Linked DNA regions of Gossypium hirsutum: region 1 is linked to region 2. A link is a contact called in public Hi-C data. All regions are on one chromosome and are shown on one strand. Each heading gives the region's core, a stretch centred on a gene start, on an enhancer-like site or on the middle of the called end of the contact. The rest is flanking DNA. Distances are from core to core; before and after follow the strand shown. Region 1 holds the start of LOC107903817 (ethylene-responsive transcription factor ERF070). Region 2 holds the start of LOC121216750 (isochorismate synthase 2, chloroplastic).

Region 1 (3,726 bases), core at 224-2,723, 180 kb before region 2:
CACTGGGCTTTATAGCTCACCTTTTGTTTTGTCTTTGTGTGTTCAAGTAAGTCTCTAACTTTGGACCGGATGGTGTGTGGGAGCTAGGATTGTTTTGCAATAATGTAAAAAAAATTTTGGTCTTTTGAGTTTGTAATCTATTTCTGAGCTCGTATTAGTTTTTGCTAAATTCATCAGTAGTTGATAATTTCTAACACTAAACTACAAAATCACTCAAGTCGACAAAATGAATTTTGATTCTCAACGTGAAACTTTGAAAAGAGTTTTCACCACGAATCAAGTAAAGTTTTGAATATTTTCTGAATAATTACTGAAATCAATTTTCAATACGTTGGTGCAACCCGTCCAGATTTGGCTTGAACTCCTATGCTAGGTTTGGGGTGTTACATTTACCAGAATATCTAACAATTTACCAAATTTTCTATCATTTTACCAATATTTTCTAAGATTTTACTAATATTTCCAAATTTTCTAAATTCTACATCAAGTCTTAACAATTACCAAAATTTCTATGACTTTACCAATATTTCTAAGAACTTACCAATATATATCTAACGATTTATCAAAATTTTTATCTTTTTATCAATATTTATGAGACTTCACCAATATTTTCAAATTTTCTAAACACCATGTGAAGTCTTAACAAATACCAAAATTTCTATGACTTTACCAAAATATCTAATGATTTACCAAAATTTCTAAGGACTTACCAATAAATCTAACAATTTACCAATATTTCTGAGAATTTACCAAAATATCTAACAATATATCAAAATTTCCATCGATTTACCAATATTTTTGAAACTTTACCAATATTTCTATGAATTTACCAAAATATTTGGCGATTTACAAATATATCTAACAGTTTATCAAAATTTATAAGGATTTACCGATATGTCTAACAAATTATCAAAATTTTTAAGGTTTTACCGAAACATCTAATGATTTACCAAAATTTTTAATGTTTCACAAAAATATCTAACGATTTACCAAAATTTCTAAAATTTTACAAATACTTCCAGATTTTCTAAACCTTATACCAAATCTTAACAAGTACCAAAATTTCTCTAACTTTACCAAAATATCCAATGACTTATCAATATATCTAAAGATTTACCAATATTTCTAAGGATTTATCAACATATTTGAAGATTTTACTAATATTTTCAAAATTTCTAATGGTATACCAAATCTTAACAATTATCAATATTTCTAATGATTTTATCATAATTTGTATGAATTTACCCATATTTTTTTGGATTTACCAAATTATCTAAGATTTTATCAATATTTCTATCAATTTATCAATTTTTATATGAACTTACTAAAATATCTAACATTTTACCAAAATAATTAATTTATCAAAATACCTAAAACTTTTTTATTTTTATTTTTATTTTTATTTTTATTATCAATATAACCAAACCTCAAACATTGTATCAAAATTCTTAAAATCTCTATTTTAACCGGTAACCTATAAGCATTTTGTAAACTTTTTATGTAGGAGCGTACTGGTGGAAGTGCCGGAATGGCACGCTGCACGGTTTAATTCAAAAGAATATTCCAACACAAAAAATAAATTTAAATATGAACCAAATAATTTCACCTTCTTTCTCATTTAAAAAATTATAAAAAAAAACAACCCTAAAATTATGTCGCCGCCGCAGCCGAACGGAAAACCCCAACAACCGATTTCCCGGCGAATTGTCCGAATTACCGTTACCGACGCCGACGCTACCGACTCTTCCAGCGACGAAGAAGCGGCCTCTCCGAAGAAAATCCAAAAGCGACCGAAGAAAAAGCTTGTCAACGAAATCACTATCGGAGTTTCGACAAAAGAGAACGACGTAATAGCTGGGTCGAGCCAGAGCAAGGTGAAGAGGTACCGAGGGGTTAGACAAAGGCCGTGGGGGAGATGGGCGGCGGAGATTAGGGACGGAAGGAGGATGAGGCTTTGGCTGGGGACTTTCGATACGGCGGAAGAAGCTGCCGTTGCTTATGATCAAGCGGCGGTTAAGCTGCGTGGACCTAACGCTCCTACTAACTTTAAGTTGCTTGATTGCAACGCTGTTCAGTCCTGAATTTTCTGTAAATGTTAACCTTCTTTATCCCCTTTTGCCCTTTGGTGTTCTCGATGTTTATGTTATTAGGGCTTTTTAGTTTTTGTATCTTTGACTTTATGCATGTAATAACCTGCGAACATTTGTTCCTCTTGTTTTCTCCTTCATCGGATCATGATATTGTACATCTTTTTTAACACCATTTCCTACTTTGTAAACTAGAACTAACGATTTTTGTTAACTAAATTTGAAGAAGCGTTCAAAGTTCAAGGTAATTTCACCATCCTTTCTCCTCTTGTAAACCTTAAAAATGGTGTCAGAAATTGAACTGCCACGAGCAACGCGATTATTTCATATTTTGTTTTTTTTTTCAGGTGGAAGAATGTAAAGCAAAGAAAACCAATCTGCTAAAGGTACATATGTCCTTGCTTTGACTTGGTTTTTGTTTCTTTGAAATTTTCTTTACCATTTTTGTTTTTATGTTCTTTTATGTTACTTTGAGTTCTTGGAGGTAGCCATCACGTCAGTTGTTTTCTTGTACATATTTTGACTCTTGTTATTGGAAATTTTTATTCTATCACCGATCAATTTGTGTTAAATTTCTAAAGTCGGTAGATTTTTAAGGATTTTTTTGTCTTCTAATATAGAAGTGAATGAATAGTTATTGATTTGTAAATGAGTGAAAGTTGAAGCAATTGGGATTCTTAGTACTTATCAAATATAGATGTTTAAGTTAATTATGCACTTTCCCCATTACTGATAGAGTACAGCGAATGTTTTTGAAATTTAGACCAGAAGTAATTTTATAGGATATAAAATGGTTAAATTTCAAAGCAAGAAGCTCAATTCGTCGAGTGGATCTATGGATGGAGTTTATGTGAATGTGATGTTTGTAACTTGTGTTCTCATTATTGGTTAAGGTGCTTTTGAAAGGAGCAGGAATGCCAAAGTGGTAGTACAAAGGGCACGGCATCCTCACCTGAGTAAATATACCAATTCTGCTGTTTCCTGACACCTTATGTCTTCATTTCTTCCAAAAGTTTGGTTATGTTCATCGATGATTGAGTATTGTTGGTTAATAATGTCTTGAGATGTTGTGCAATGTTTTTGTAATGTTTTTTGTTTATTTAGATTTCTCTTGGGTGCAGTATGCCCACATTGATCATATCAGTTTTCTCATGCTGAAGCCTTTATGCACCATTAATGATGGATTCTGATGTAATATAACTTTTAACATACATATGGAACCTCATAGAGTGGAATATATACATCTTTGTAAAACTAGGGTCTGCTGGAGGAGAGTCTTGTTTACAAACTAGCCATCATTCAACCTTTCGGCTCAAATGGGGAAGAAAGTGATCTAGAATTCCCCACAAGCAGTTTTGATCGAACCTTGTCTCCCTACCACTTACAAGGGTTTATCCTCGTGATAAGTGTTACTAGAAACAGATTATCAAATATTCATGTATATATTTGGTCTGAGGGAGAATTAAGAGATCTAGTTTCTGAATTCACCTAAATCTCGTTAGGGCTCTCTGTGTTGTTGGCTTGCTCATCTTGACAATGTTGCGAGTTTTACTTGCTTATTATGATCTGTAGATCAAGGCAAATCTCTAGTTCTGCTGCCTCCTCATGGATAGTACCATCAAGGATACAGAGTTGTGGA
Region 2 (3,685 bases), core at 300-2,799:
GGCTCCGGCGAAAAGGTAGGCTTTCCTTTTTTATTTTAAGTAAAAAAATAAAAAAAAATATGTAAAATATATGTATATATTCAAATAAGAATGAAAGAACAACAACACTACAAAGTAAAACGAAATAAAAATCACCCTTGTATTCGAAGAAAAGTACTGGTATTCAGTTTTTCTTTGTATTTTCCCCTCTATTTTCATATATCTTTTACCGAAAATTCCCCCTCTTTTACAGAATAACACGGCTTTATATATAGCCCGAAACTGATTTCTTTACCCTATTATTTCTCTATTGGACTCTTTGAATCTGTTATGCAGGTATTCGTGGAGATTACGGCGCAGGGAAGAGGCTCCGAGACGTGCGGCAACTAGAGAGTGCTGGAGGCGCTGAGCAAACATGCGGCTAGGGTTTGGGGAATTTGGGATGTTAGTTGGGCTAGGTTTAGGATTATTGGGCTTGGACGGCCCATTTTTGTTTTATAAAGGGCCCGGGCCAATTGGGCTTATTACAATTGTTACAAAAGTTAAATAGAAAAATTGAAATAAGAAAAGTAAAACAATATTACTAAAATATAACAGTTTTAAAGCGTGTAAATACATTCCCTTAAAAATTTAAAAATGCTTTCAAGATACAACAAAACCCTCAACAAGTAGAATAGTAAAAAAGACTAATAAAAAAGTCCTTTATATAGACATCTAATAGGTGTATCTTTTCATGAGATATATTTTCATATGGATGTATCTTTCGATAAGATACATTTTTACCGGGTTGTGTTATTTTGAAAGTAACTTATATAAAGTTATATCTTTAACTTTACGTACAAAAGTTATATTTTTACAATACATCTATTCGCTAATAATTATATTTAGTTAGACTTTCTACATAATAAAATATTATTACATACCAACGTTATAAACTACTACTACTACTAACAACAATAGCAATTACTACTATTACTATTACAGTCAACTTTCTCTATAACAACCACATGTTATATGTTTTATTTTAACATTCTATAACAACTTTTCACTTATAACAGCAACAATCATAATTATGAAGTACATTTTTTTCTAAATTAATTCTCCCTAACAACATATTGTCGAAAATTTTAGTAAATTTATAGTTATTTCATATAAGTAAGTCTATTAATTATAATTTATTAAATAAAAACTATCCCAGTGTGTGTGTTTGGTAAACAATTGAAAAAAATTCATTGAAAATAAAAAGTTTCAACATTTAATATTTCAAATGTGTTTGATAATCATTTTAATTTTTTACTTAATATAGAATTTTCAACATAATATTGTTAAATAAGAATAGGTTGAAATCGTTTTCGTTATTTCGGTTCAATCCTGTAATTTTACAAAAAAAACCGGGCTTATCCAAAAATTAATTTAAAAAACGGGATTTTTGTGTAAAACAGTACAAGAACCGAGAAAAAGAAAAAGAATGGAAGCAGATGAAGACAACAGAAATTTACATGACTGGGCAATTAAAAAGAAAGGAAGCAGACGAAGACAATAGATAATATGATAAAAAGGGCCCATTTAATATTTTTTCATGCAATGGGATTGGCTGGTGAGATTTTCATTGAACAGGTGGAAGAAAAGAAAAATTTGGAAACGAATAATGCATCAGTATTTATTTTATTCCCTTCACACTCATTCCATCTATTTCCTCCCAGTGTTTCACAACGTAATTCTATACTTTCTGTCTTCTTTCTAATTTACGGAAAAGGAATGTTTGGAAATGAGGCTAGGAGAGTAGTAGCATGGATGAATGGGTGCGAAGGAGACCCCAAACTCCCTATAGGCAGCATAGAGACGCGCACATTAACTGTCGTTCCATCTCCATCAAAGGCGATGGAGAGGTTGAGTGTAGCCATTAGAGAGTTGAAATGCAGCCCTCCTCCTCTTACCTCTGGCATTCTTCGACTTCAGGTAAACTTTCCCTTCCTTCATAATTAAACATGGTCCAAATACTAGTCTACATCCAGGAACACCAAAGATTTGCTAATTTCTTTCTGTCGTTATCTCCGAGATTATGGGTTGTTGCTACGTGGTTGGTTGTGGCATTTCTTCCATTTTCCTTATCCCTTCATCCACAAAAAAAATTACATGTAACTTCACTCAACTAAATTATAATTAAGTTTATGTTTTTAGTATTCTAACTTTAAAAAATTATAAGATGGTAATTAAATTATTTGAATGTTTTTATTTAATTCATTTTTTAAAATTTAGTTTGTAAGTTCTAAGGTACGATTGGATGATTGGTATGATGGATCAATACTCATCGATGAGTAAAAAAAATATCCTAGATCCAAGTCGATATTACGATCAGTTTTAAATATCGGAAAAGAAAGATTTTTGGATTTTAATTCGTAAATTTGTGACATTAAAATTGTTTCATGAAAACAAATTGTAGAGAATGAAAAAGAGAGCTTTCAATTGATATCGCTGATGCAAATAGAAAAGGCATACAGTAATAAATTTAACAACAGAGTAATATAAATAAAAATTTTTAAATAATTTAATATTTATTTTATAATTTTGTTTAAATATAAATTTAGTAATAATTTAGTAGTGTACGAAAAGTAAAATAATTGAAAGATGATAAAATTGACGGGGATATATATTAAAAGTTGGACGAAATAGAAGCATCAAAATCAGCTTCTTTTTTAATAATTGATCCAAAAAATTGATTAATTACAAAAATAATTTAGATGTAAAATTTTGTAGGAAAATGATTTGTTTTCTACAATGACCATTAGTATTGCTTGTTTTCTACAATGACCATCAGTGTTGCCATTGCCATTGGTGGCATTCTCTCTTATCATTATCCAATGATTGCTGGTTTTGGAAAGAAATTTTTTTTTAGTGCATTCATTCCCATTGGGGACATCAGTGTGCATTTTTCTATATACTCATTAAAAATACGGGTATTCTAGAAGAAAAGGAAAAAAATATTTTAATGAATGTCATTATTTTCTTTAGCGACACCAGATAATTTTGTTTTAAAAAAATCCGTGTTAAAATAAAAAAAGTCATGTCAGATACTTTTGGGTGCCGCCGTTCTCATTGGCAGCACCCATGTTAGGAAAAATTATTACTTTTTATTTTGATGCCTCTAGGCAGTGTGGTGGCATCGGTGTGTTTTTTTTTTAATTTAAGTTTTTTGTACCGCCAGGTTATGTGGCAGTGCCGGTGATTTTATTAAAAAATTTTGAATTTTTTTTTGTGTCACCTAGTTTTGTGGCAGCATTGGTGTTAAGTGTACAAAAAAAAATTGATTTTTTTTTGGTGTCACCATGTGTGGTAGCATCGATGCCTGAAAAAAAAAATGGAAATCTTTTTGGGTGTGACCTGGCTGCACCTCCCAATATATATTGGGTTTTAGGTTTTTGTTGAGATTTGCTTTTTAATTATTTATGAGAGAAGAAAAATTGTGTTTAGTAGAAAAGAAAACAAATTGGATTGAAGATGAATAACCAAATGTTTTTTTGTTTGTTCATTTCAATGGGGGCAATTCTACCGTCAATTGAAACTAGTTGTGTGTATTTGAAGCTGGCCAGAAATTAGGGATAGATTCAATAAGAATATAAAAGGTGGAAGAACTGAAACGGAAGATTAATGCAAAAATATTTCCATTGTTAAATCCGTTGGAGGGACTCCGGCTCTGCAAAAAGTA

The links. A called contact is a pair of places that touch in the nucleus more often than the background predicts.
Region 1: a Hi-C map of leaf shows a contact between it and region 2, with 2.4 times the contacts expected there. The contact joins the promoter of LOC107903817 here to the promoter of LOC121216750 in region 2. A contact is called at or near these places in 3 of 34 Hi-C or Micro-C datasets (all in leaf).

What each region holds. Positions count from the first base shown.
Region 1 is chrD05:53,408,851-53,412,576 of Gossypium_hirsutum_v2.1, reverse strand. LOC107903817 (ethylene-responsive transcription factor ERF070) reads left to right here and starts at 1,473. Exons shown (of 4, transcript XM_041092162.1): 1 at 1,473-2,331; 2 at 2,435-2,473; 3 at 3,660-3,726. The coding sequence starts at 1,653. The coding sequence ends at 2,081.
Region 2 is chrD05:53,229,571-53,233,255 of Gossypium_hirsutum_v2.1, reverse strand. It overlaps LOC121216750 (isochorismate synthase 2, chloroplastic), which reads left to right and starts at 1,549. Exons shown (of 14, transcript XM_041092149.1): 1 at 1,549-1,938. The coding sequence starts at 1,564. LOC121216751 (a long non-coding RNA gene) reads left to right here. Exons shown (of 2, transcript XR_005912934.1): 1 at 1-15; 2 at 316-629.